Regions from separate parts of the Mus musculus genome. Here all the other regions are linked to region 4. The links are chromatin contacts, called in public HiCAR-type, HiChIP or PLAC-seq and promoter capture Hi-C maps. All regions are on one chromosome and are shown on one strand. Each heading gives the region's core, a stretch centred on a gene start, on an enhancer-like site or on the middle of the called end of the contact. The rest is flanking DNA. Distances are from core to core; before and after follow the strand shown.

Evidence for each region. Promoter capture Hi-C pulls out the DNA fragments that hold promoters and counts their contacts. HiCAR-type assays count read pairs that join an accessible place to other places. HiChIP or PLAC-seq counts read pairs in DNA pulled down with a chosen protein or histone mark.
Region 1: a contact with region 4 is called in a promoter capture Hi-C map of pre-B cells, with 3 times the contacts expected there. The contact joins the promoter of Spo11 here to the promoter of Pfdn4 in region 4. A contact is called at or near these places in 2 of 39 promoter capture datasets (the C10 cell line and pre-B cells) and 1 of 115 datasets of contacts at active chromatin or transcription factors (large pre-B cells).
Region 2: a HiCAR-type map of astrocytes shows a contact between it and region 4, with 6 times the contacts expected there. The contact joins the promoter of Bmp7 here to the promoter of Pfdn4 in region 4. A contact is called at or near these places in 2 of 39 promoter capture datasets (hippocampal neurons and pre-B cells) and 2 of 115 datasets of contacts at active chromatin or transcription factors (astrocytes and embryonic stem cells).
Region 3: an H3K4me3 HiChIP or PLAC-seq map of forebrain shows a contact between it and region 4, with 18 times the contacts expected there. The contact joins the promoter of Mocs3 here to the promoter of Pfdn4 in region 4. A contact is called at or near these places in 2 of 39 promoter capture datasets (both in the C10 cell line), 2 of 15 datasets of contacts at CTCF or cohesin (the G1E-ER4 cell line and large pre-B cells), 1 of 484 Hi-C or Micro-C datasets (the G1E-ER4 cell line) and 1 of 115 datasets of contacts at active chromatin or transcription factors (forebrain).
Region 5: an H3K4me3 HiChIP or PLAC-seq map of embryonic forebrain shows a contact between it and region 4, with 3 times the contacts expected there. The contact joins the promoter of Tfap2c here to the promoter of Pfdn4 in region 4. A contact is called at or near these places in 1 of 39 promoter capture datasets (embryonic stem cells) and 2 of 115 datasets of contacts at active chromatin or transcription factors (astrocytes and embryonic forebrain).
Region 6: a contact with region 4 is called in a promoter capture Hi-C map of pre-B cells, with 2.9 times the contacts expected there. The contact joins the promoter of Rbm38 here to the promoter of Pfdn4 in region 4. A contact is called at or near these places in 3 of 39 promoter capture datasets (3T3-L1-derived adipocytes, hippocampal neurons and pre-B cells), 1 of 115 datasets of contacts at active chromatin or transcription factors (astrocytes) and 1 of 9 other capture datasets (adipose tissue).

The regions. Positions count from the first base shown.
Region 1 is chr2:172,978,506-172,983,049 of GRCm38.p6, reverse strand. Spo11 (SPO11 meiotic protein covalently bound to DSB) reads right to left here and starts at 3,208. Exons shown (of 13, transcript NM_012046.2): 1 at 3,026-3,208; 2 at 958-1,071. The coding sequence starts at 3,156. It overlaps Gm52538 (a long non-coding RNA gene), which reads left to right and starts at 3,930. Exons shown (of 3, transcript XR_003953974.1): 1 at 3,930-3,972.
Region 2 is chr2:172,937,486-172,941,927 of GRCm38.p6, reverse strand. It overlaps Bmp7 (bone morphogenetic protein 7), which reads left to right and starts at 1,607. Exons shown (of 7, transcript NM_007557.3): 1 at 1,607-2,273. The coding sequence starts at 1,859. Gm40010 (a long non-coding RNA gene) reads left to right here and starts at 2,283. Exons shown (of 3, transcript XR_867069.2): 1 at 2,283-4,442.
Region 3 is chr2:168,228,024-168,232,460 of GRCm38.p6, reverse strand. Mocs3 (molybdenum cofactor synthesis 3) reads right to left here and starts at 1,839. Exons shown (of 1, transcript NM_001160330.1): 1 at 158-1,839. The coding sequence starts at 1,826. The coding sequence ends at 444. It overlaps Dpm1 (dolichol-phosphate (beta-D) mannosyltransferase 1), which reads left to right and starts at 2,082. Exons shown (of 9, transcript NM_010072.4): 1 at 2,082-2,268. The coding sequence starts at 2,108. It overlaps Gm20716 (predicted gene 20716), which reads left to right and starts at 2,082. Exons shown (of 12, transcript NR_132310.1): 1 at 2,082-2,268.
Region 4 is chr2:170,509,914-170,514,676 of GRCm38.p6, reverse strand. Pfdn4 (prefoldin 4) reads right to left here and starts at 3,447. Exons shown (of 4, transcript NM_001110152.2): 1 at 3,208-3,447. The coding sequence starts at 3,231. It overlaps Gm16796 (predicted gene, 16796), which reads left to right and starts at 2,750. Exons shown (of 3, transcript NR_040367.1): 1 at 2,750-3,838.
Region 5 is chr2:172,547,735-172,552,175 of GRCm38.p6, reverse strand. Tfap2c (transcription factor AP-2, gamma) reads right to left here and starts at 2,583. Exons shown (of 7, transcript NM_009335.2): 1 at 2,294-2,583; 2 at 287-769; 3 at 129-180. The coding sequence starts at 2,341.
Region 6 is chr2:173,020,245-173,025,306 of GRCm38.p6, reverse strand. Rbm38 (RNA binding motif protein 38) reads right to left here and starts at 3,405. Exons shown (of 4, transcript NM_019547.2): 1 at 3,037-3,405; 2 at 2,392-2,515; 3 at 1,926-1,980. The coding sequence starts at 3,267.

The DNA.
Region 1 (4,544 bases), core at 1,959-4,458, 2.5 Mb before region 4:
ATGCTTGCACTGTGGTCTGCATGTCGACACCAATAGCAGCTGCCTGAGCAATGGCTTGCCTTTGCAGACTGGAAGACAACTACACCCAGAGTGTCTCCCTAGTGCTGAGAGCACTGGCTGCTTTGAACTAGGGCCAACAGACTTTGAACCTTGCCCTCCCTCAGAGCAGCTCTAGTTGCTAACCTGCTTGTCTTTGCCTTATCTTTCACACTGTCTAGTTTATATAGCAATCCTGTGGAGCACGGATTTTGTAAACCTGCTAATTTTTTACGGGGCAAGTGAAGAGGATGAAAGTAATAACACGTGACTGTAGCTCTAATTCAAACAAATTGAAATAACAACATAGGTACTGAATTTTAAAAGAAAACTTCAGGGCTGGAAAGATGGCTCAGTGGTTAAGAGCACTGACTGCTCTTCCAGAGGTCCTGAGTTCAATTCCCAGTAACCACATGGTGGCTCACAACTGATGCCTTCTTCTGGTGTGTCTGAAGATAGCTACAGTGTACACATATTAAATAAATAAATAAATAAATAAATAAATAAATAAATACTTCAGGGGCCAGGCCTGGTGGCACATGTTTTTAATCCCAGCAGGGAGATTTGAGGCCAGCCTGGTCTACATTGTGAGTTCCAGGCCAGCTAGGGAGTATAGTGAGACTCTGTCTCAAATAAATGAGACTTCAGGGGCTGGAGAGCTGGCTGGGCTAAGAGTGCTTGCTGCTCTTATATAGGACTGAGTTTCAGCTCAGTTCCCAGTATTCAATATCAGGTGGCTTCCTAAGAGTCTGTAATTCCAGCTCCAGGCAATCTGACATCCTCTTCCGTGGAGACTCACAGGCACATGCACTTTCAGACACACACACACACACACACACACATACACACACACACACACACACGCAGGAGCACGAACACACATCTTTTTAAAACAGAGAAATAAAATTGCAAAATGCCCACATTATGTTTTCCCAGCTCGATCTGTTGTCTATTGTGAAGGCAGGCACTTCATTTCTTGCCAAGCTTTTGATTATGTCTTGGATAATATTTTCTATAGCTGTAAGAACCTCAGAACTGAAACAATAAACACAGTAAGATCTAATTTTATACCATGTAACATCTCCCAGATCAATACAAAGACAACCTCCCAATCCCCACCCCAACAGGATTTCTCTGTGGAGCCCTAGATGTCCTGGAACTCATTCTGTAGACCAGGCTGGCCTCAAACTCAAGAGATCTGCCTGCCTCTCTTTCCCAAGTGCTGGAATTAAAGGCATGGACATCTACCACCTGGCACAATTTCTTTATTTCATCATATTTTTGTTGTTTTGTTTTGTCTTGCTTTTGGAGACAAGGTCTCACAAGGTAGCAAAGGCTAACCTGGAACTCACCATGAAGTTCAGAATGGCCTCAAACCCACAATCCTCCCTTGCTTTCCTGGATGGTGGGATTGCAGATGTGGACCACCCCTCCTCGCTTCTGTTTGTCTCTTTAAGCCTTGCAAACACATGTCAGTAACCATCTCTCTTACCAAATTCTTACCTTGGCATGGATTCCAACAACTGTTCTCATAGCGCTTACTTACAAAAAATTAGATTTACCTGTAAATTCCTCTTTCAAAGAACCCTTTTGCATTAATGACGAGCTAATATAACTTACAAATACATTTTTTATTTGCTCACATTAACTTACTTCAATGTCGCTGAACTTCAATACAGACTTGGCTTGAAATACTACTGTAAAAATGTTTTAACTGAGGATGATGTAAGACTAGCTTTGAACTTCCTTCCCAAGAATTCAATGCAGAAACATTAACACACATATACGCTCCTGCAAGTGAGCAAGCGCGCTCGCTCTCACACACATACATACTTTCTTATAGCACATTGCCCTAAAATTGATATCATGACTAAAAATTAACCATCTTAAATTGTAATGATTCAAAAGGAAAAAAATTAATCACTACAAGAAAAGAAAAAAAAATGAATTTTGTACTAAATAGTTCACTTGGCCACAAAAAAATCATGCCTCTTTACCACAAAATATCAAGACTGAACCCAGCTTTCTCCAGCTGGCTGTTAATTTCACAAACCATCAGTTTAAAAAAAATATATATCTCAATCATTTTAAGCAACATTGGCACATTGCCTAAGGAGGAAAGCCAAGCTAAACAAAGAAGATGGGCAAAATGTTGAGTTTTAACAACCACACAATTCTCAACGTTTCTACTGTGTGTATGTGGGGGGGGGGATAGATCAGAAAATGGATTTTAAAACATTTACTATTTTCTAACACAATTTTTTTCAAAGTTTGGAATAGGCTGAGACAAATACTGAAGGTCAAGATATAGTCAGGTGAACCGTAGGAGAGTCTCTGTAGTTGGTTGTGAAGAAATTACTTACAATATGTTCATCTGTTCCCTTCAGGTTAAAAAAAAAAAAGTCTTATTATAAATTACTTAAAATGTGATGATGTCCTTGTTAGTTCTGAGAAATTAATTAGTGGTAGTTCAGAGAGTAAACGCTTTTCACTTTCTCTTTCCTCTTCTATCCCTCACTCCCAAACCTATTTTACACACACACACACACACACACACACACACACACAATTTTTTTTCAACATGGGGTTTCTCTGTCTAACAGCCCTGGCTATTCTGGAACTACTGATTTCAAACTCAGAAACCTGCCTGCCTCAGCCTCCCGGTGCTGAAATTAAAGCCCAGCTTTCATTTAAAACAAAAACAAAAACAAACAAAACAAAACAAGACAAAGCCCCATAAATCCAAAGCAAGTCTCAAGCTCTCTGACTATAAAGGACACTGATAAACCTAGGAACTAAGCCAGAGCGGGGCGCCTGGAACATTCTAGAAAACATCTGGTGTGTACAGGGTCCCGGTCACCACCAGGGAGCACTAGGGAGCACCGACTTCGGGGCTCGGACGTGGCCTCCGACGCTCTCCCCACGGAGGCCACCTCGGCGCCACGAGGAACCTTCCCGGGCTTTCCATGGCCCTGCCGAGCTGCTGTACCTAGAGGCCACGCGGGTGGCCCCGGCAGGGGTCTCCCCTGCGCCTCTCTTCACCATGGCCAACAGGGAAGCCCTGTGCCGATCCAGGGCGTCGAAGAACGAGGCCTCGGGCCCCATAGGCGCGAACGCCATAATGGCGGATGCGGAGCCGCTCTGAGGCCTCCTGCCCCTGCGAACCTTTCCGCGCTCTAGCCACGCGCATGCGCACTGCACCACTGACCGCGGGACAGCCCGCGGAGCAGAGTGCGCAGGCGCAGGGGCCTCTGAGGCGCCCCCCCAACACACACACACACACACACACACACACACACACACACACACACACACACACACACACACTACCCTTCAGGGAGGACATGAAGCTCTCAGATGCAGATCTCTGGGGTCGAGGTTTTCTTGGTCTGATAACTTAGGGGAAATAATACTTGCAAAGCTCTTTTGGGGGGTCATTTGGGGAGGTAATAATTACAACTTTTCACTAGGACGGTCATGGACCTGGGGATAGGTATGGGAGAAGGGAAACATTTCTGCCTGGTTTGGCTTCCTGCCTCTGTACCAGGTCCTCTCCACCTGCCTCCTCCTGTGTGCCGGGATTAAAGGCTTTTTACTGTCCAAAACATGTTTGGGATTTGCTTTTATTAAGAAGATTGTCGTTGGGGAAAGCTCGGCGTTAAGAATTTTAATGCACTTGTAGAGAGCCTAGGTTCATTCATTTCTTAGGACCCCCGCCAGGCAACTCATATCTGCCTAAAACTACACTTCCATGGGACCTCATGCCCTCTGGCCTCTGTGGGTTCCTGCATGCATGTGGTACTCACACATAAAAATATTTTTTTAAAAAAAGTGAATTTTTAAAAATATATAAAAAGTTGTTGCTTATCTGAAAATAGTATTTCCATCCTAAGCCTTAATAGCGTGAATATCACTTCCTCTCCTTGCAGACCTACGGTAAGACATGTCTCGCTTTATTCTCTCTGAGCCTTCTAGAGCAGAAGGTGGGATTTCTGAAGTCCTAGAGGAGCCTTGACTCTTAGAACCGTATCCTTAACAAAGAGAGACTGGGATGAGGTAAAAAACTGACTGGACCAAAGTGGCTTGAATCAAGGTGTATGAGAGATGCTGGGACTGATCCCGTGAGAGCCACCTGACCACAGGCCCCAGTTGATAGTTTTTATTTCTAATAGTCTAGTGGCAGAAATAACAGCCTCCTCTCTGCATGCCCATGCTGAGGCATCCCTTCCCTCTGAGGGACCAGCCACACTTCCCTATACTATTCTGTAGTATAGAATAGAGTTTATTTAGGGCATGGATGGGGAAGGGAGTTGAGAGAAAGGGGGGGTGGGGATAGAGGAGTAGAGGCTGGCTATGAGCACATGGGGGGGAGGAAGGGGGGAGGGAAATGGGGAAAGAGGGGGAAGAGGGGAAGAGAGCAAGGACAGGAGAGCAAGAGAGAGAGAGAGAGAGAGAGGAGGGGGCAAGCAACCCCTTTTATAATGAGTCAGGCCCAGCTGGCTATTGCC
Region 2 (4,442 bases), core at 358-2,857, 2.4 Mb before region 4:
AGGCCTGGGCTAAGACCTGCATGTCTCTTTTAGCCCCTCAGACAGTCACATCACCTAAAATTCCTACCAAGGAGCCCTGAGAGACCTAGGTAGTTATCTCTGTTCCAGGAAGCCTGAAAGACCAGGCTTCCCATCTCACCCTAGGACTTCAAGAGGGACCCCCTACTCAAGGCCCTTCCCCAGCCCCTACTTGCCATTTTACCACCCCTGAAACGCTTGGCTTGTCGCCCACCTTCAGCAAAGCAGGAAGCCTGGCTCACCATCCCCACTCACTCACTGCCATTCTGGGTGAAGGCTGCTTTGCTCCCATTTTTCAGATTAGGAAACGGAGGCTCCAAAGAGCAGCAATCCACTGAGAGACCCAGTATCTGTCTGGGACGTTTCCTCCTGGGAGGAGAGGGAGGCTAGTCCTTTGAGACAGGAAAATGCAGTCGGGAGCTCTTCTGAACTTGGGTACCAACTGCCTACTCCTCAGGCCCTACCTGGGGCTAGGGGTGGGGTTGTTAGACAGTGAGGTACCAAAGGACTCATGTCAGGACCCCGCCCCCCCAAGAGAGGAGGGGGGTGGGAACATTCTCTAGTCCCAGATTTCACTTATGTACTCTGTAGAGCTGCAGCATCTGGGGTTTGAAGGCTTTGGGTTAAAAGATACTTGGGAAGGAAAAGCCGAGAAGTACCTGGGCCCGGATCCCTTGGGTGCTGGACTTGAGGGGAGGTGTGTGTGTGTGTGTGTGTGTGTGCGCGTGTGTGTGTGTGTGTGTGTGTGTATGTGTGTGTGTGTTGGGGGAGTGAAGTGTAGAAAGAACTTTATCTCCACATTATCTCTGCCAGTCCTGGAAGGTTCCCAGAGGAAGTGGCACCCGAGGGGGGAGGGGCAGGGAGAGAACGTTCCCCGAGGAACAAAAGCCAGGATAGCAGAGGGGCAAGCGGTGGGGGTACCGAGGGGGTTTTGCATGACTGGAGCAAATGGAGTGTTGGGGGGGGGGCGGTTCGAAAGATGAGCCAGGTCCAAGAGTGGCCACCTCCGAGGAGCCTTCTCGGATTCCTGCGCTCCCTCCCGGATGCTTTCCTAGCACAGCCCTTAGTTGCTACACTTTGGCCACTTCCAAGTGCGAGTCCCGAGAGAGCTGGGCAGATTGGGATTCTTCTCTCTGGGTCCCTGCGGCGTCTGTCCCAGTGCCGGACACCCGGTGGGCACTCGGTAAATATTTGTAGAGCGCCCTGGGAGGAATGAATGAAGCCATTGGGCCAGGCTTGGGGAGGGCGGGGACAGGCGCAGGTGGGAGGCAGCGGGAGCGGGAGGGGCGGGGAAGTCAGTCCTCCCGCTCCTCCCCCGCTCCCCGGCCCCAGCGCGCCCAACTCCGGGGCTCCCGAGGCGGCGGGCGGGCGATCCGGGCGCGCAGGGCCCTTGTATTGGGCACGCGGGAGATCGGAAAGGGGTTTGTTGCTGGTGCCCGCGGGCCCGAGCGCGATCAGAGCGGGAGGAGGGAGCTAGGGTTCGCTCAGCGCCCAGCTGCCTCTCCGGCACTCGCTCTCCGGACTTGTAGGTCTGCAAGCTGCTGCTCCTCCCACCCCGGCCCGCCTCCTCGCTCTCTTGCTCGCTCTCTGGAGTTGCTGTGCTAGCCTTGCCGTGCGTCCTGGCGAGTGCGGGCCGAGGGGCCCCGGGCCAGAACTGAGTAAAGGACAGGGGCGTCCCGGGCAAAGCGCAGCCGGCCGGGGAGTGGCCATGTGTGGCGAGGCCGCCTTGAAGCTCGCCTGCAGCAAGTGACCTCGGGTCGTGGACCGCTGCCCTGCCCCCTCCGCTGCCACCTGGGGCGGCGCGGGCCCGGTGCCCCGGATCGCGCGTAGAGCCGGCGCGATGCACGTGCGCTCGCTGCGCGCTGCGGCGCCACACAGCTTCGTGGCGCTCTGGGCGCCTCTGTTCTTGCTGCGCTCCGCCCTGGCCGATTTCAGCCTGGACAACGAGGTGCACTCCAGCTTCATCCACCGGCGCCTCCGCAGCCAGGAGCGGCGGGAGATGCAGCGGGAGATCCTGTCCATCTTAGGGTTGCCCCATCGCCCGCGCCCGCACCTCCAGGGAAAGCATAATTCGGCGCCCATGTTCATGTTGGACCTGTACAACGCCATGGCGGTGGAGGAGAGCGGGCCGGACGGACAGGGCTTCTCCTACCCCTACAAGGCCGTCTTCAGTACCCAGGGCCCCCCTTTAGCCAGCCTGCAGGACAGCCACTTCCTCACTGACGCCGACATGGTCATGAGCTTCGTCAACCTAGGTGAGTGGCGGTGGGAGGGGATATATTTCAGACTGGGGCCACTTTGGGACTGGGAGAGGGTCTCTGCTTACAGCCACTGTGGTCCACCTTTCCATTTGCAAAGCATCAGTGCCCGCCAGAGACTCTTCGCCCCGGGGTCTTAGTAGACTTTAAGCTCTGTGCGTCTCGGATAAGTCTTGCTGGCTCGGAGGGTTTGTCCGGGCTATCCGGAGGGTGCACCCCCAGCCCTGAGTCTCTGTCTGCTCCGCCGCGGGTTCATCTCACTCAGGGGCGGGAGGTCCCGGCTCGGCAGCGGCTTAGTTCAAAGCGCCCGGCTGGGTCATGTGAGCTGAACCGGCTTCAGCGGCCCGCGCTACCTGGATTTAAAGGGCCCTTGTGGGCAAAGCTGCCTTCCCGCCTTTCCTCTGCCCCTCTGAGGCCAGCTTGGTTCTGACATCCCGCGCATCCCCTTTTCTTCCCCTCTCTGACCCTACCTGTCCCATTGCGGAGCGCTGGTTTCGGCGTGCGCTCGGAGTGCCGCGGGGCTCCTCGCCTAGCCGCCAGTCGCCCACCTTTGGACTCTCGGCTGGAGCCGGGGAAAGAACGTTGCCATTGCGAGTTTTCTATTTTAAATGTTTAATGATAGGTCCCGGGCGGGCAGAATCCATTTTCAGCGTTTATCACGTGTGGCGCGCAAACCACGGGTTTTGGCGATTGGGTGGCTGGGGACCTCGGAACAGAGGCCGCCATGGAATGGCTGGGGAACCCGTTTCCCTGCTGGAGTTCCAGCCAACCCAGTGAGTGATGCGAGGCTGGGTTGCGGCTGGTCTGAGACAGCTCCCCCTGCAGCTGTGCGCGCACACGTATTCAACTTGCTCAAACTAACCCCCAGCCGTGCGCTGTGGGGCAGATCATCAAATATTTGGCTTTGGTGATAACAAGTCCTGATAGTGCCGTTTCCTGTGTCGCTTTTATTCTGCTTGTGGAAGTTGCTGAGAAAACCCCAGGTCAAGACACCAAACGCACCATGGGCTCCCGCCGTGTCAACTTGGAAATAATGAAGCTTGAAGACCACCCCTCCCTCGCTGGGCACCCGGGGCTCGGAAGGGATCTCCGTGAAGACAGGGTCCCAGTTAATCCTCTCAGCTCTAGATAAAAAGCCCTGGAGCTTCTGGGAGATATTGTCTGGCTCCATTAAAGGTCAAAAATATAAAATAATGACTCAAGGGTCAGGGTGTAAAAGCTGGTGATAGAGCTGCCAAAATAATATAGAGCAAATTCTAATTCTCCTTAGACACTTGTTAAGAAGAGGCCCTGCTTTGGAAAGGCCTCTAGGTCCTGAGGGAAGGAAAGGCCAATCGCAGAGAGATTTTCCTGGGGGTAGGGCTTAGGTTGCTGGCAGATGGAGGGTGCCTTTCACTGTGTCCGTTCTTTTTTTTAATATGTGGATTTATCACCTTAAACTAAAGTAGAGTCCTCAATAGATGCTTAGCAGCATGTGGTCAGCATGGATCTGTGAGGCCATCCCGAAGCCAGGCTTAACAAGGCCCTCTCCCTGCGTGAGGGTCAGAGCTTATGGCCTCTCCTGCTCTCTCCTGTGATCTCCAGCAAGGCAGTGGGTCCTAGCTGACAATTCAGCGCCTTGCCTGGCTCATCAAGCAGCAATAGATAATCCCTGACTTTGGTGCCAGTCTCTGTGTTTCAGGTCTGGCAGTATGGCCCCAGCTGGCCGCCTGCATCCCAAAGGGCCAGGTGGCTTCCAGGGCGGCTCCCAGGGCCCTGCTGGGAACCTGGCGGGGGCGGTTGCTCCCCCCCTGGCCTTGGGTACAAGCTGGGGCATGCTGGGGAGGCCACAGCTGGGTGGCTTCCTCTGGCTGCACACACACCTTTCAGTCCGTTCTTTCTTTCATGTTGAAAGGACAAAGCCTAGCTTGTCTGAGCCTCTCAATCAGCGAGGCTGGCTTTGGGCTTTTGTGGGACCGTCCTGACTTTCTCAGGCCTGGCTCTCTGGATCATCACTCCTAATTAGATAGCAGAGTGGCTTTTAACAGAACCCATGAACTGGGTCTTGTTTTCTTTCTCTCTCTGTCGCTAAACTAGAGGTAATTAGGGGAAGCCCAGGACTGTAGCTGCTAAGAGCTTCCTGTAGGTGCATCTTTAATCTCTGCTGGGCCACAGCACAGGCAGGAA
Region 3 (4,437 bases), core at 590-3,089, 2.3 Mb after region 4:
GAGCCAACTCATGAATTCTGGGAGTCAAACCAGGATGTCCCGCCCCCATGGGGTAGGGGTGGGGGGTAGCCCGAGTTAAGCCATCTCTGCAACCTCACAAAGAAGACCTTAATTTAAAAATAGGATGAATGTAAGTGATTAATTCAGTTGTAAAAGCTGCATCTTAACTGTTTAATCTCAGTTTAATCTGACCGGGTGGGAAACAAAAAATCCTGTCGTACCAAGTCACATGTTGAAGGTGCTGCACAAGTGCCCAAAAGTAGCTCTCAGAGGCAATGCTATCCTCTTTTCTCAAAAAGCTCCTTGGGGGGGGGGGGGGGGGAGGTCTCCGTTTATTTATTCGGAGACCGTGAATCCAGGCTCTTCCCTACATTATTTTGTAAAGCTCGAATAGATTCTTCAGGTATCACAACCGTCATCCACACGAATCACATGCTGTCCTCTCAGTACTGTGGAAATGTCCCATCAATTTTGGCGGCCCAGGCCATGAGTCCCCCCACGATGTCCTGAACAGTTAAAGAGTCTAACTCCGGCACTGCCGTTAAGGACTGCAGGACCTTCACAGCTTTCTGGGAGTCGTTTCCCAGTTTGCAAATCACATACACCGGGAGAGCAACCCCTTCCTGCGACTCCTGCTTCCCTTTCCGGAGGGCAGCCCCTAAGAGTTTCAGGCTGTCCGCATCCCTGCGTTCCAACTGACTCAAAGGGATGTGGAGAGAGTGCGGCAGGCGACAGATGTCCACCTCTACTTGAGGCCGGACGTCCAGCAACACATGGGGCGCCCCGGAATCCAGAAGCCGCTTGTAGTCGGTCACAGAAATCCGCTCCTCGGGGCACAGCAGCTTCAGGGCGCGGCACTTGTCGGTGGCCGAGGAGCCGCAGAAGGCCTCGTAGTCCTGCAGGCGGGTCACGGTGGGCTGCTGCCCGCACACGACGCAGTCAGGCCGGCGGCGCCGCAGCCGGATCCGGCGGAAGTGGCCCCCGAGGCCGTCGAAGAGCAGCATGCTGCCGCTGTAGGAGGAGCCGAGGCCGGCGGCGATCTTGAGCACCTCGAGGGCCTGCGCGCAGCCTAGCACGCCGGGCACCGCTCCGAGCACGCCGCCGTCTGCACAGTTGGTCACTGTCTCCGGCGGGGGCGGCCGCGGGAACACGCAGCGGTAGCACGGCCCGCCGTCGTGGTGGTAGACGGTCATCTGGCCCTCGAAGCGCAGCGCGCTGGCCGACACTAGCGGCCGGCCGGCCAGCACGCACGCGTCGTTCACCAGGTAGCGCGTGGGCACGTTGTCGCAGCAGTCTGCCACCACGTCGTAGCCGCGGACCAGGTCGAGCGCCCAGTCCTCGGCGAGCGCGCGCGGGTACGCCACGCACTCCACCGCCGAGTTGAGACGGCGCAGCGCCGCGGCCGCCGAGCGAGCCTTGCTCTCGCCGGCCTGCGCCTCCCCGTGCAGGACCTGGCGGGCCAGGTTGCTCGTCTCCACCACGTCGTGGTCCACCAGCCCCAGCCTGCCTACGCCGGCCGCCGCCAGGTACTGCGCCAGCGGGCAGCCCAGCCCGCCGCAGCCCACCACGAGCACCGCCGCCGCCGCCAGGCGCAGCTGCCCGCGCACGCCCAGCTCCGGCAGCAGTAGCTGGCGGCTGTAGCGGAGGATCTCGTCCCGCGACAGCGCGGCCCGGGGCGCCAGCGGCGGCGGCGGGACCCGGAGCGGACGCTCGGGCTCCGGCTCGGCTGTCAGGGCCGCGGCCAGCCTCCGCTTGAGCGAAGCTAGCTCTTCCTCCCGCCGGGTGATTTCAGCCTGTAAGGCAGCTACGTCCTCCGGGGCAGCCATGACAGCCTCTTCCGGAAAGAGCCGGGAAGGGACTTCCGTTTCCGGTTGCCTGTCTCTTAGCGACTGGAAAACGAAGACGCTTCCTGGCCCTTGAAAGTGAAACGAATGGGTTTTTATCCGGGGAAGCCGTCACGATTGGCTTGAAACGGTCACCATATCTGGAAGTTTCCCGGGGACCACACTGGGACGTCGGAGCGCCGAGCCTCCCCCATGCTCCGAGATTTGGTACGGCCCGTGTCGGATGACGTAAGTCCGCTTCCGGCGCCTCTCGCAGAGCCGTCATGGCTTCCACGGGGGCGAGTCGCAGTCTTGCTGCGTCTCCGCGGCCGCCGCAGGGCCGCTCCTCGCGACAGGACAAGTACTCGGTGCTGTTGCCCACCTACAACGAACGGGAGAACCTGCCGCTCATCGTGTGGCTGCTGGTGAAGAGCTTCTCCGAGAGGTAGAAGGGGCTTCTCGCGCGGGGGCCGGGAGCCGGCCGCGGGCTGCAGGTCGGCGGTTGGCTGCGCGAGGAGACCCCCGGAGGCCCGGTCTCCGCTCCCTCCCGAGCCTGCTCGCGGCTTTCCCCAGCGGGGAGAACCGAGGAGCACAGCCCCGCGTCTTTCTCCTTCCTGCTCAGGTCTCTAGCGAGTCCGGTGTCTATCTGTTGACAGATCGCGCTGGCCTGCGTCCCCGGCCTGTTCTCTCTAAAGGGCTAACTTAACTTCTTTTTGACTTCGGGGCGAGGAGGTATGACCTCATACCTCTGGGCGGTCAGGATCCGCCGCCGGAGCCGGGAGTCCCGAGCCAGCGTTCTCCCCATCGCCTTGGGGCCGAGCGCTTACGTAAGCTTGTTGTTTGCGCTGTCAGAGAACTGCTGATGAGCTGGCAGGGAGCGAGCATCTTCGCCGAGTTTGATTAGGAACCCGGGCTTATTTGTGTGTTGTTTTGAAAAACACGGGGCCTTTCGCTTTGTTAGGCAGAGCCCTAGCTCTTAGGAACAAGAATTTTGATAGTGAAAGTGTTACGCATTTAAGAAAAAAAAAAAAAGGTCTCCGAACTAAACAGTAAATAAAATGCCTCCTGATGGCAGTGGCAGGACGGAGTCAGTACTTTACGGCCAGATGAGTGTCATGCTGTGATGATCATGGGCGATCTTTTACTGTCAACCTACAGAACGGGATTTTGCAGGAGTAGGATGGCGTAGCAGTGCGCTGTTTTAGACAGTGCGTCAGAAGAACACAGATTGTTTCCAGAGCTTTTTGTTTGTTGGTTGGCTTTTGCTTCTCAAACGACAATGAGGACGCTGTGCCCATATTTTCTAATAGCAAGAAAAAAATACTTGATCCCAAGCTATGCACTACAAGGGATACGTTTGCAAACGAGTTGTACCAAGTCCGAGGGCAGCTAGGGCTATATTAGCAGCCTCTGTCTCAGAAAAACAAAATACTTGGTACATAGTTCCTCTTTCTAGAAAGCACAACCTTACCGTACTGATTTGTAAAAGCCTTAGTCTGCATGGTTTGATTGGTTGAGGCAAGGTCAAAACTATGTAGCCCTGACTGGCCTGGAATTCAGATGCTGGTCTCTGCCTTCCAGGTGCTGAGATTAAAGGCGTGCACCACCACCACCACCACCCGGTTTAGGATTGCTGTTTTGGTTGCATCTGAATAAAAATCAGTTTCTATATGGTGGCCCTGTGATGTGTGGTGCGAGCATCCTTTTTCTTTATGTTTTATTTTTATTTTTTTAAGATTTATTTATTTTGTGTGAGCACACTGTAGTTCTCTTCAGACACACCAGAAGAGGACACCAGATCCCATTACAAATGGCTGTGAGCCACCATGTGGTTGCTGGGAATTGAACGCAGGACCTCTAGAAGAGCAGTTAGTGCTCTGAGCCATCTCTCCAGCCCAGGTTTTATCTTTAAATTGGCTCTGCCAGATTTTTCCAGATGTTTTAATGAGCTCTAGTTTTATATGCTAGTGTCTCTGCTCTGTTTAATTTATGAGTCCAACACCCCCGTCCCTAACCTTGGCACTCTACTTCCTTGCTCCCTCTCACGCTTTGTAACCAGGCTGGTCTGGAACACCCCAGCCTCCATCCTCAGCCTCTAAAGTTCTGGGCTATCTTTTTATTGAGTGATTTTGGGGATACTGGAGGGTGGAACTCTCCAGTGAGCTACATCCTGCAGTGGATGTTCTCCAATCAAAATGGAATTACCTTTTTCAAAATCAACATAATTTGTGTTTGGCCAAATTAAGTACCTATCCCATAGTTAGCGGGTCAGAAGGAAGCTGGTCACTGTCCCTGCTACTCTTGTGTTTTGGGGACAAGGTGCATGCAGGAACAAAAGCTGGCTGAGAACATCTGGTGCTTTGCTCATTCACTCTCCACTTTGGATTGTTTAAAACTGTTCTCTCTCGGCCTAGAGTGTCCCCTTAGGCTGGTGGATTCTTGAGTTTCTGTTATTTTAGGGGTTTCAAACCCCCACCTCCACCCCCACCTCCAGGACTGAAGGAATTACAGGAATGCCTAGTCATACCTATTCTTTTGGTTCCTGGGTTTCCAAATGCACTTTCTTGCTTGCATATCAGGCACTGTTACCACCGAACCAACTCCTCTTGTATCT
Region 4 (4,763 bases), core at 2,198-4,697:
TCCTTCCAGTGTCTTAGTAAAGAACAAGTGTACTTGACAAGGCCTGAAAGGACTACAGAGAGGCCCTACTAGCTGACATGACACACCTCTCAGCACATGAGGCTGAGGCAGGAGGATTACCAGTTTGAAGCTAGCTTTAGATGCATAGAGAAATCCTGTTGCCAAAACCTCGTGGCGCTGGGGAAATACCCTGTGGCTTAGAGCACTTAGTGCTCTTTCAAACGATCTGGGTTCGGTTTTCAGGTCCCACATTAAGTGGCTCACAACTGGCTGGGACTCCAGCTCCAGGGGATCTGAGGCCTTCATCTGGCTTCTGCGGGCACATTCATGCACATGTGTGCAAACACATGGCATATACACACAGGAACACACACATATACACAAACAAAAATAAAACCTTTAACAAAGAAAAGGCTCTCACTGAAGCTACAGATTTATAACAACATTATAGATAATACACCATATTGGAATTAATAAATGAAGGTCAGTAAGAACGGCTGGCTATTCTGCCAAAGGCAGGAGTTCACAGATCCACACTCCACCCATTCCTGGTCCCCTGGAAGCTATGGCATAAAGTGTGCATACGCAAACTTCTCCAGAGGTTGTAGGGTAACCTATAGTCTCGAGGCAAGGCTCAGTGGCCCAGATAGACAGGTGTTGGAATCTAGGCTCTCATCCCAACAAGCAACTGCGCATGCCCCAAGCCTGACATCAGCCCTAATGCGTATGGTCAGAGTCCGCCCCACCATGTGTGCACAGCGCAGAGCACAGACAGCACAGAGGCGAGCAGCAGACACTCAACAGACACGAAGACGGTGAGACCTGTATCCTGGTGCTTTGCCTACGAGAATTATCAATCTCCCAGAAAACCTCGAGGACTCCCTTCTTAACTCGGGAGTTTACAGAGCCCCCAAGCCCTAGGATGCATTTTCAGGTGTGTCTGTCACCACGAGGACTTTAAAAGCAACTCAGGTGAGAGGCCCTAGTAGGGCCTGCCTGACAAGCAACACTGGTGAAAGATTTCTGAATTAGAATCTAAATTACGATAGATCAGACTCAGATATTTTGACATCAAAGAGTGCTGGAAGTTGGCTGTTTTTGCTTTTTCCAAAGCAGGCATTTCCCGACATAGCCCTGACAAACAGCAGCCACCAGAAGCCACTTGGCCCCTGGGAGGCGGAGGCAGGAGGATTAACAATTCAAGGTCATCCTCAGCTGCATAGTGAGTTTGAGGCCAGCCTGGGCTATGTGAGAAATGAAGGCAGAATGGCAAAAAGGATCACTGTAGAGTTAAGGGAATTCTGCTAGTTATACAAGACATGACTTGCTCCAAATTCAAGAAGAAAGTAAGCTGCCCTGGACCCTGACTACACCCTGGCCTCAGTAACACCTTATGGGATTGTTAAGAGGAAATAAACCATACTCTATTCCAAGTTCAGGTACTGAGATCTGGGTCCCCAGCCAAAAAGCTCTCCACAATTTCAGCTGACAGTCAGATCTCTTAAGAGTTCCAGACCAGCAAATGCTACACAGTGAGACCTTGTCTCAGAAAAGCAAAAGCAAGGACAATGTTTATCGTGGAACTGACCAGTGTAACCCACAGCTGAGAGCACAGTCTAACAAGAGAGGCAAAATGAACCTGTTCCTACCTGGCCAAATCACCGTGGCCCCGGACTGTACTCTGCTACCGTGTAATAATTTGTGGGTGACAGACCAGGGCGAGGGGCTCTTTCGAACTCTGAAGCCTCCCCAGGCTCAGCAGCCATTCCCTCTTAATGAACTGGGATGCTGAGCATCAACCTTCAGTGGTCAGAAGCACTGACTACACGGTGCCAACAGCGAGAACACAAAGGCATTCTACAGGGGCCTTACAAAGTAGAGTGAAAGCAACTGTCTTCAGCCAAGCGCCTCTCATCAGAGACAGACAGGCAAACGGACAGACAGACAAGGAGCCCGGGGTGGGGTGGGGGGGAGACACACACACTAACACACACACAGAGAAACAGAGAGACAGACAGACAAGGAGCCTGAGAGAGGCAGAGGCAGAGAGACAGACAGACAGGAGCCTGGAGTGCAAATGCTCTTTAAATCACAGCTTTTCTTCTGCGCTTCAGTTTCCTCTTCAGCTAAAAGTGAATAAATACAGAATCTCCCAAAAGGTTGACACAGCAGATCAAAATAATTAGCAAATGCTAAGAACTGTCCGAACACACTGTGAAGCCCCAATAGCTATCAGCTGTTTGCTTGTTTGTTCTTTTTTTTTTTTCCCCTCCTCTGCAATTCTTTCCCTGTATTAGATACACCTGCACTCCTGGAAACACGTTTAGGTTATAAAAACCCACATGGAAGTTTAACTTAAGTTGGTGGCTCAAATTTAGCTCAAGTTTCAAAATATTGGTTGAAAGGGTTGCATAGCCATGTCTACTGCCTGTCATGCATGAAGCCCTGGGTCCACCACACCAGCACACCAAAAGCCAGGGGTAGTGGCACACACCGGTGATTCCAGCACCTGGAAAGTGGAGGCAGGAGAGTCAGAAATTCAAAATCATCTCTGACTGCATAGGAAGCCGTGGACCAGTCTGGTGTGTACACACACACACACACACACACAAGTCCGTGTCTTTCAAAAGTGTGATAAGACATCACACCGAGCCCCATGAACAAGGATCGGACGTCGTTTTAAAAATGATAAAGAGCTCTAATTTGACCAAACAAAAATCACCAGACCCAGCATCTCACCAGATGAGTCACCAAAGGAATGGCTGGCTGGCTGGCTGGCTGTGAAGTGTGCGGGGCAGAGCGTGGGGACCCGTGTCCTTCCTAATGGCTGGGAAAAGCCCGGAGAGCCACCGCGCTCGCTCGGGCCGACTGCTCTCAACGTCAATTAGACACTCGGTGCACGGAGCGTGGACCGACCGGAGCGGTCCGGGGCGGAGCACAGAGGTGCGGTAGCAGACGACGCCCCGGGATGCGGTAGCAGACGGCCCGGGATGCGGAGCCCGACCCGGTGCCCGAGGAGATGCACGACCCTGAGCAGGTGAGGCGGTTGCCCTGACGGCGAGCGGAGCGGACAGAAGCACCCCTGTACCCAGCGCGGGCCCCGGCCCCGCGCATCCCTCACCTCCTCAGACCCCGGCCCCCAGCGCCCCGCGTCTCCTCACACGCCCCGGCCCACGGCTCCTCGGACCCCGGCCCCGCCGCACTCACCGCCTTCTTCATGGTGGCCGCCATCTTGGACTGAACCACGGGGCGCGGGGGAAAACCACTCGGGCGTGCGTCACCCCCCGAGGTCCCTCTCGAGCCCTGCTGAGCCAGACTCCCCCCTAACGCACAGCACTATCTCAACACTGCTGCTATCTGTGTCTCTGAACTATAAATTCCCAGGGCAAGGACTCAGGAAAAAAAACTATGCCCTGGAAACACTTGGTATCTTCCAATTAAAGGGACAGGCAGCTTCCCTCTCGGCCGGCATAAATACCAAAAGCGGCCAATAGTCGGGCCCGAGATCCCAGCCACGGCCAGCAGGGGGAGCGCTGGGTACCACCCAGCTGTGTGGAATGGGAAGCTTAAGAAATTCTTTTTCCATTTATTCAACAACCTAGAGAGAAGCTAAGGAGGGTAAGGGCGTGGCTTCGGCAAAGTATTTGGTAAATCATTTGGTCAAGTATTTGCACTCAAGCATGGGGACCTGAGTTCGATCTACAGCCCCTACCACATAAAAACCCAGTGCTGGCGAAGCTACAAGCTGAAGGCCACTCTTGAAGTTGATCTTAGCTTGTATGCCACTGATCACTGCAGGGGACACTAGGGGATCAGCCAGGAATAGATGAAGCCAAAGGTAGGTGACACCCAAAAAGATCCAGAGCAGTGGTTCTCAATCTTCCTAGTGCTGAGACCCTTTAATACAGTTAAATGTTGTAGTGCCCCCCCCAACCATAAAAAGTAGTTTTGTTGCTACTTCATTATGTAAATTTGCTACGGTGCTGGGTCATAATGTCAATAAATATCTATTTTCTGATAGTATTAGGCGGCTTCTGTAAAGGGCTCCCGATCTATAGGTTGAGAACCACTGACCTAGAGCGCTATAACAAACTTAAATGCTTAGATAATAGCTTACTGGACGGTTGCTTGGCTATTTATATTTAGAGACAGGGTCTTGCAATGTAATCCTAGCTGTCCTGGAACTAGCTGTGTAGACCAAGCTGGCCTGAAACTCACAGAGATCTTCCTGCCTCTGCTCTCCAAGCGCTAGGATCAGAGGCGTGCTCCATCATGTGCAACTGAAATGAATTCTTTTATGTGTTTAAAATTAAATTGGTTCAGAAATATGTCTTCCACTCGCTCAAATATGTTAGCCTGGGAAGACTGCCCACACAGGGCCCAGTGGGCACCGAGCTTCCTTAGTAACCAGGGCCATTGTTAACTTCGGTAGCCAAGACTTTGCTCTCAGAAAGTCGGAGGTCTGAGGGCAGAAGAGCTTAGAGTATTGGGGTATGGGCCATTGTCTCATTTACCAAGGGACAGGGAGGACCAGGTGTGAGCCGCAGGACAGTAAAAGCACGGCTGGGCGCTCTTGCATCTCTGCCAGTCCCTCCTATGGCTTCAAGCACAAGGGCATGCCAAGGAGGGGAAGAGGGGCAGATCTCGCCTGTCTGCTTATGACGCAGTGGGTCTCAACCTTCCTAATGTGACCCTTTAATACAGTTCCTCACGTTGTGGTGACTCCCAACCATTAAATTATTTCATTGCTACTTTACAACAGT
Region 5 (4,441 bases), core at 1,334-3,833, 2.0 Mb before region 4:
GTTCAAGCGTGGTCTTCTCCACTACGTGAGCCGTGTTGGCCACTTAATACCCCAGCCTTTGCAGAAAAGGGGCAACTTCACTGGTCAGAGCCACGTGTTAGACACAAGCGGAAAGAGTCAGTGTTTACCTTTGCGAATGACAGTCTGATCGTGTAGGAGCAAGTGCGCGTCGTCCACATTCTGGGGGGGAAATGACAATTTCTTTTAAGTTTGGAGGAAGGTGGAAAGGCTGGAGGGTAAGGTAGAACCCCCACCCCACCCCCAGCCTCCCGCCCCCGCTGCTCACCTGCACCTCCTCTATGGGGTGAGCCATCTCGTGCAGCCCCAGGTTCTCAGCCAGGCCGGCTTCCAGGGCGTGCGCGTGAGGCAGCAGCAGGTCGGACCGGCGGTAGACTTCCCGCCGGGCGCTCACCGAGCCCCCCTCCAGCCCTGAAATATGGGGTATTAGACTTGCAGAGCGGCTGTGGTGCGAGGCCAGGCTAGAGCCCTCCTGACTCTGTCGACCCGGCCAGGCCTGTTGCTGGCTGCCGGTGGCCGCAGGCTGGTGCAGGGGGTTCATGGCGGCAGCGTAAGCCTCTCCCAGATGCGAGTAATGGTCGGCGGACTGCGAGTATGCCAGCTGCTGGTAAGGCGGCGGGAAGTAAGGAGGCGGCTGGTACTCTGCAACCCCGGTGTGCGAGAGAGGCGGCGCGGGACTGTAGAGATGTTGTCCCGGAGAGGAGAGGTGAGGGATGCGAGGGTTGCCATTACTGCTCGAGTCGTGGCGATCCTGGGAGAGAAACAGGAGAGACCCGGTTAGTACGAAACCCTGCTACAGCGAACAAGCAAGCCAGGAGAGGGGCACCTATGCGCCCCACCAAGCTCACACCACCCGTCTCGATCCGCCCCAGAGCCCGAGAGCCCCCGGGGACAATGAGCTCCCCGGACTTCGTTGTGAGCCTATCGGTCTAAGACCTGAGGGGACGAATCCTTCGAGCCCTCTGGCGAAGGTTCCCGCGCTGCGTCGCTTGGAGGTGCCAAGAGCGCGTTCCGCGCCACAGTCCGGTTACCCGTGCCCCAGGGGTTCGGCGTGCGGCGACCTCGGCGCACAGCGCCCTCGTTCAACAACCCTCCTCCCATGTCGCTGCGGCGCGCAAATAGCGCGGATAATGCGCAACGCCGACGAAGGGCGCGTTTCCCCGCCCCAAGGATCATCCCCCTCTCACTCCCTTAAGAGGCGGCCGCGCCGCGGAAGTGACACTCTCAGGTAAGGCCTCATAGTAATGTCGTCCGGAGAGACCGGGAGCCGACACGCGGGATCGGAGCTGTGATCCTTGCTAGCCAAGCCCGTGCCTTCTGCGCCTTAGGAAGTGAGGTCTTCCAGCCCGGCCATGGTCAAGGTTCTCACACATCCCGGTGTAGAGAAGGAATGAAAAGACTCTGCCAAACTGGGCAACCTTTGCCTGCGCACGTCCCCTCGCCCCAAGGCGGTCAGACTTAATTCCTAAAAGATGTGTCTTCATCAGTCCCAGGGGTCAGAAGGGTAGCAGGGACACAGGAGCGGGGCACTGTCGCCCCCTAGCGGAAGCCGCCCGGGCATGCACGCAGGGGCAGCCCCTCGAGGTCGTGCGGGTGCGGTGCGCTCCCGCAGCCTGGCCGCCGGCCTCTCCTCCCCACGTTCCCCGGTGCTCGCCTCGCGCCGCCTGAATCTTCTTCCTCTTCCCGCTCGCCGCCTCCCTCCCTCCTACTCTCCGAAACTCTAGCTCAACCTGTCCGACAGGCTAGAGTACTCGCGAGCGCTCAAGGCCCCATCTGGCTTCACCCCCACCCCACAGTCCCCAACCCCCACTTCTCTTGAAAACCAGGTTGCAGTTGTTTGGACTTTTCTTTTCTTTCTTTCTTTTTTTTTTTTTCTTTCTCGAGGAGGTAGCGGGGCAGGTGACAAGCCTTCCTTGGAGGAGACTCCTCAAAGGTGTCGCTGGCAGGGAAGCTTCCGTGGACACTGGACAGACTTCGTGGGAAAAAAGCCACGTCTGAGACCCGGAGACAGGGCGCTCTTCGGGGAAAATGGAAAGGAGGGCCGTGCGCTTCGTAGGAACCCACAGTTGAGTTCTGCGGGTGGGTTTGCCACGCTCTTGCCAGGCCTTGTCCCCGAGAGACAAGACCAGATTCAACAAGGGGCCCAGGAGATGGCCGAAGACTGGCCCTCATCCCTCCCGAAGGCGAGGGCTCCGCGCAAACGTCCCCAGCCTTGGCCAGCAGCCCTGGGACCCCGCTCGGGCCGGCGGGGCTACGTTCCCTAGCCCCCGCTCACCTCGCAATCCTCTTCATACTTGACATTATCTGTTATTTTCCACAACATGGCGTCCGGCGTCCCCCAAAATAGTCGCCAGTTAAATCCAGGCTCCCCCCACCCCCCGAGCGGTAAATCCACAATCGGGGTCACGGTGGCCAGGCGTCTGCCGCCGCCCCCGCCGCGCGCGCCGGCCTTGCTGTCCCAGTCACTGGACGCGCATCGGTGGCTGTGCACAGAGATGTGGTCGCCGTGGGTGTGTAGAGGCCGCAGCCGTGGACCGGAGAAGCCTCACCCTCACAGTGTGTCCCGGCGATAGCCGGGGGACCCGAACGCCTTAATGGGAAGGAAATTATCATAACTCCTCCCCGGGGGCCGGCGCCGCGCGGAGGCCCAGGCGCCGGGCGGGGCAGCCCCCAGCCAGTCCCTGCCTAGCTCCGCCCCGCACCCTGCCTAGCGTGTTGCAGGACCAGGCGTCGCGAGGGGCTCGCAGGGGCATCAGTGGGCGGTCTCTGACAACCGCAGACCTGCCAAGCTGAGGTGCCCAAACGTGGCTTCCTTTGCCTGCCAGCCCCCTTGCACACCTTAGACTGGCAGAGCTGACAGCTGGGATTTCCCCACCTCAAGAACCGTCCTTCATCCTCCTAAAAAATGGATGTCACTTGAGAGTTGAAGACGCCCCATTCCAGGGTGTCTCAACTCCTGGGGTTCCCTGACACCTCGCCCCAGCTGTTCCGACAGACATTTAAGGATTGGGCTGAGAAATAGCTAAAGTCCCACTGTTCCCTAGTGCCCCCCCCCCCCTTTCCCTCTCCCTGGGTACTTTACTGACCTGCCCACTGAGGGAAGGGAGGGGAAGGATTCCGAGAAGGAGTCCGCTCCCCCAGCTCCAAAGAGGAAACTCACGGTAATACCTGCTGTGAATAAATCGGACAACCGCGTGCTGCAGCTATAGCCCGAAGCTGTATCTGGCTGCGGGCCGTGGCTGGAGGAGACCCGAGCTCCCCCGCCCAGGCCCATCCCTGCTGCGATGCCCAGCCCTGCGGAGCGCCGGTTCTGCAGCTGTCACGGGCGGCTCTTCAGAAGCCTCTACTCGCCCAGGAAAAGAGGTTCCAGGCAGAATAAACCTCCATCGCCACGGGCCGCGTGGAATGAGGTGCTGTAAAGTGGGAGGGGGACTACAGGGAGGTCGCCCTGAGATATGGGCACACCTCGTCCCATGGGAGGCAGAAAGCAAAGCTTCTATCCACAGAATGCTGCTGCACCCCAAGATTTTCCGTCCAAGCCAAAAAGCAATACTCAGTGTTATTTTTTAATTCAACGAAACGAAAATAATTGGCCTAATTGTTATAGTTAATTTTTTTCATCCCAAACAGAAAGTCCACAGTTCTCGAGAGCTAATCTTGTTAGTCCGTCCCAACAGTATATGGAGATTGGCTTCAAACAGTGGAATTGGAGGCAGGGACTATTTCGGATTGATTCCGAAGCCAATTACACAATTCTTGATACCCATCAGCCCAGTGGCCAGGACCTGTTGGGAACGTGCCTCCCGTATCCACAGACTAAAATAATTTGCTCTCTTCCTGCTCCTCGTCTGTAAGCATTTCCCTAGACCCAGATAGGCCTGAAGTAAAGTAACTAAAATTAAAATAGATGTTCAAGCCAACCGTTCCCCCATGGTCTTAGAGAATAGCCGCATGCAAAATAGCTTTCTGGCCAGTTGACCCTAACAGACCCAGGAAGTTGAAACCGCGGGAATCAAGGGGGCTTTTCCGGCTAAGTTAAAAAGGCAGGCAATCCAGACCGAGCCTCCAAAACAGAGGCCCTGGAATTAGCGGGAGAAGAGGGCACCTGCTCCAGAAAGAACTGGTGCTGCCCGCATCAAGCTCAGGACTGGGAACGCCAGGTCCCAGGCTCTCTCTGGAAGGCAACTGTCACAGGTCTGGCGGGGTTCCGCTCCTCTCCTGGCCAGGGGGGGCGGTGCGGCTCACCCTACCCCAGGCTTTCCCTGTTCTTCCCACCTCAGCGATAATCCAAGAAGCCCAGGGGGACCGAGTGCTTTCTGCACCGGAGCTTTCGGCCGAGTGGGGAGGGGGGAGGACGACAGAAGGGCATGAAGGGTCTGCATTCGCCTTTCCTCAGCCCCCCCCCCCCCCCCCCGCGCCCCGA
Region 6 (5,062 bases), core at 2,156-4,655, 2.5 Mb before region 4:
TCCCACCAGGCCCTCAGCCAGGGCAGCCCCAGGCTGACTGACAAAACCAACCGCTGAGTCAGGCCAGCCGGGCAGGCCAGATTGTTTATAAAAACAAAGGGGGCTTGCCTGCTGACAGCTCAGCTCTGCCTCCCAGCTGGCCATTAATAGCAACTGGCCCAGGCAGCAAGGCCTGACCACACCACCCGGGCTCCCCAGAGCCTGGCAAGCTCAGGAGGTGGGATGTTCCTCAGAGGAACCCAAGGTTCACTGGCAATGTAGGCTGGCCAGTCCCTCGTGCCCACCTGTCTGTCCATATGTGACTACACTCCTTGGCAACCCAACCAACACTGTAAGGCCACTGTGTAATCAGTGTTAGATGACCAGCCCCCTAATCTAGTTACAAATCACTGTGGACCAATGTCAGATTCGCCCGAGTACCAGGGCTTCTGGAAACTTTCCAACCCCAAAGACAACATGTGTGGCTGTGAGTTCAAACCTCACTCCTAAGTCACTAGCTCTCTGAGGAGAGCCTTTCCCTGGAGACTAGAGCATGCTGTCCCCCATTTTCCAGGTAAGAAAAGGCAAGTTAAAGAGGGTCTAGTCAGAGTAACAGATTAGACCTGTGAACCCAGATCTGAGGGGTCACAGAGGCCAAGCACTAGTGTCCCTGAGGCAGTAACTATGCGTCTGAGCCAGTGGGAGGCCCTGTTCCAGTCCGTCTGTACATAGCTCAGCGCAGCCCAGCACCAGCCTGAAGCTCAGCCCCAGGAGAAGAGCGAGCAGGAGACGAGCGAGCTACTGGAGAGCAAGCACTCTCCTCACAGCCAGCAGGGAGAAGCTAATACGAAGTTTCCAAGGCTGGGATGTTCCCACACTCTGTCCAGGCAGCCATTACACATAGGAAACAGATCCCAGGGGAAATGCGATCTGGAACAATCTGTCACAGTAGCACCCCAAGAACTTCCCCAGGAGAACCCCATGGCAGGAAACACAGGCTGGGGCCTAAACCATAGTTCCCCATCGACAGCTCCTGCTCAACTCCCATCAGTCCCCAAGGATGACTGTGAAGAATCCTGGTGCCACCCTACGGGACAAGCACATTTAGAGACAGCAAGCAGCACCCTCTCCAGTCATCTGACCCACTGTGCTGGCCAAGTTCAGCTCCAGCCCCAACAGACACCCCACTCTACCCACCCCCCAACCTGGGACACAAAACCCAGCAGCCAGGATTTGACAAGATTGCCACTGCAGAAGGTAGGGTCCGTGTCAGAGTCCCCACCCACCGGCTCATTCACAGCTAGTCTACACTGAACAAACAGACCAAGTACCAGGGTCCAACTTTTGTGTCTCTTTAACTGTGCAAGTCCTTCCCTAAGTAGCTACCAGGCCTATCAGTCTTTTCAAGATAGAAGGAGGGGGATACAGAGCAAGTGACTCACACAAAAAGCCAACCAGTGGCAGTCACCTACTATGCCATTCACAAACATCAAACCTCAGCTGGTACAGACCCACAGTAGCTACCTTCGTGGCATCTGCCCACATCAGAGAGCACTCCAGGAAGAGCCCAGCCCACCAGGTCCAGCCTTAACATACACTTCAGAAGAGCTGCCCGCACTAGGTGTGTGCCAAACTCCCCAACTCGAGAGAGTTAGAAAAGCTGTCCCCACATTCATTCACTGCACAGGTGAGGAAGTGGATGCCCATGTGACACCTGGCTGAGGAGGTGTCGCATAACTGGGGGCAAGGTACACACCAGGCTCGAAGACATGTGCTCCCCTCTGGGTTAGAGAAATGCAGTGGGTCTTATCTCTCCCTCCACACCCCCAATACACAATCTAATTTCTGAAAACAGCCATTCCCCAGCCCTGAGAAGAGCTGAGAGGTCCACAGCTGTCCCACCTCAAGGCCTTCCTTCCCACCCACAGCCAGCTACAGCCACTCACCCGTAGGTGCGCTGGATCAAGGTGGGGTGTAGTTGCTGCACACCAACAGCAAAGCCTAAAACAAGAGAGCAGTTAGGAACAGCACACTGCATGGGTAAGGTCCCAGGGCCACACACAGGGAGGGCAAATAACACGCGCCACTCTCCTGGTCAAAGCACATTAAGTCCACAGGCTGTACCAGCTTTTCGGGATGATCCCCTGCCTGGTCGGCATCTGACTTCTTCCCTCCCCAAGAGTAGGAGACTTTGGAAAAAAAAAATCATTATCCCTGGGACCATAAACTGCCGAGAAAGAGGAGCAAGCTCCCAAGCCAGGGGTGGTTGCCCTGGGCTGCCTCTGCAGGCACATGATTGCTGGCTGCCACTCGGGGACAAAGGGGGAGCGGGGGCAGCGTTTTTCCATCAGACAGATACCAAAGCTGAATATAGAAACAAGGAGGGCTGGAAAGAAAACTCAAAGCTCTTACCCGTCTGTAAGCTCCTAGGCTTGGCACCCAGGTAGGCCAGGTTCACATTGGCCTTGCGACCATCGATGATAGGGTTAGGGTCTTTGCAAGCCCTATCAGCCGCTGCCCGATCTGCCATGGTCACCTGCAGGAACACAGAGGGTCAGGGGCTTTGGTGGCTGGCTGAGGAAAACAAGGCAGAGAAGGGAAGGGGGTTTTGCCCGGGCATCGGGCCATCTCTGGGTCTTTCCTCCCAGAAGAGTATCTGGTATTTAGGACCCTTGGGGCACTGTCTTCTCTGCCTCCAGGGCTGCAGCTCCTTCCCCAAAGTTCAAGTGCGGAGTGCCTTCAAGGACAGCGACAATCCCCTAGGAAGTGGAGTAAAGGGAACCTCAAGGGGAGTCCTCCCCACCCCCCCGCTGTCCAGGCCATCAGTAAGTACCGTTAACTTTCTCAGAGAATTAGTTTGGGGACACTAGAGTGGAAGGAAGTGGGAAACCGTCTTCAAGTCGCTGGCGCTAACAGCTTACGCTTCTTTGGGGCAGCTGGAAAGTGTGGGGGAAGGGCCGACGGCCCCGGGAAGCCCCGGAGTCCCGGCTGCGCGCGGCGGGTCTGGGAGGCGGTGGGGGAGGGGCGGCGGCAGGTGCGCGCGCCGCGGGCACTCACGAAGCCGTAGCCGCGGGACTTGCCGGTCTGGCGGTCGGTGATGACCACGGCCTCCTCGATGTCTCCGAAGCCCTCGAAGTACTTTCTGAGCGATGCGTCGGTGGTGTGGTAGGGCAGGCCGCCCACGAAGATCTTGGTGAACGTGGTGTCCTTCTGTGAGCCGTGCATGGCGCTGGGGGCGGCGGACGGCCGCGGAAACACACTCGGGGAGCACGCGGGCTGCAGCAGCATCGGGGCCGCCGCTACCGAGCCGGCCGGCGCATGCGGGGGTGTCCCAGGCCGAATCCGAGTTCCCCACGCTGTCCCGCGCCGCTTCTCCGTCCGCCGCGAAGCGTCTACTCCGCGCCCTGCGAGCTGCCGGCCGCCTTTGTAGCCGGCCACGCCCCGCGGTCACGCCCCTCTCGTTTAAGACACGCCTTTGGAAGCGGGGGCCGCCGGGAATTGTAGTTCTAAGTACGTCCCGCGTGCCAGGACGCGGGTCCGGCGAATGAGGTGACTTAGCCCCTAGGTGCTCGCCGGTATCAGCTTGTCTGTCTCGCGGGGCGCACGGTCCGGTATATTCCAAGCGTTGCTTGATTCAGTGGTTTACACCCGAGCGACTAGGGGTGCAAACGTACTTGTTAAAAGGTCCGAAAAAAAAAAAAAAAAAGGTCCGAAGGAGTGCCTCAGCTACTCATTCGCGAACCCTTGTGGTTTGATCTCCCCATCACAAAAACCTGGCTGGTGACACACACCTGTAAACCCAACACTCAAGAAAGAGAGTCAGTTCAAGGCCACCCTTGGCTATATACTAAGTTTGAGGCCAGCTGGACTAAATCATACCCTGTCTCCAAAAAATAAAAAATAAAAATAAAGGGCAAAGTGAATTTGCCATGTTTATAAAAATAATTCACACGCACACCATAATACATCACACGTACTTTGGCGGTCCTGTGGTGTCAGGGATTCTCTGCTGGGACTTCAACAATGGCATACCCCGGGACACTAGGTAGTCTGTGAAAATGAGGGCTAATCGATAGTGAATACACCTTTTACAGTCTTGTAGAAAGCTAAGAGCTTTCTACTTTCTACTTTCTACTGTGAGGAAGAACAAAGGCGGCTGGGCTCCCATGTCACTGACATGGGACCGCCTGTGGGGTCACCCTTAGCAGGAGAACAAGCAGAAGGCATGACATGGCCTGTGTAGAACGTGGGCCAAGGCTGGGACCATGATGCCAGTCTGCAGAACTCTTCCCCACCAGCGCAAATGCAAACGTGGGGCCCTTGTTAGAGACAGAAATTTCAAACAGCCGAGTGGAATACACCGGTGATCCTAATACTGAGGAGTTGGGAGGGTGGGAGGGTTCCGGGTCCATACCCTGCTACACAGAAAGTCAGAAGCTAGCCTGTATGATGGGAAACCATAAAATAGAAAGAAGAAAATGGGAATTTCAGCACAGAAGCAGGCACGATGCTTTAGCCTCCGGGCCAGGAAGCAGCCCTGATCCTGCGTCCCTCATGTCCCCATTCCTGGTTATCACACTGGGACCTGAAGACCTACAGCTTTTAGTGGGGCTAAAACTGGCCTGGCCCCACTGGTCAAGGCGGACAGTAAGGCAGGCAGCCTCTGGGCAGGTTCAGCCCCAGTCAGTCTAGTCCCCTTCACACAGAGCAGAACTCCGAGCCTGCTGGGGATACCCCTGCCCAGCGCCTCACTCTCTTGGCTTTACCTTCCTCGCTTCAAGTTTCCTTTGCTGTAAGGCTTGTTCTCCCCAGACCCTACCCAACCGGGGCTTCTTTCTGGTCTAAGGTCTTCTGCTGCTGACGGAGCTCTCTAGCAAGTGTTGCTCAAGGCGTAGCGTAGGGATTAGCAAGAGAGGCGTCTGTTGAGTGAATCCCTGGTGGAACGTAAAGAGGAGGGGGCTCCAGACCAAAGACCCCTTAAAGAAGCGCCTTTTGAAAACTCGTTGAAGTGTGTTTTGTTTTTGTTTTTGTTTTTTTTTTTTACTTATTCCTAAAGCGTCGAGACTTCCTGGCCCTGAAGTCT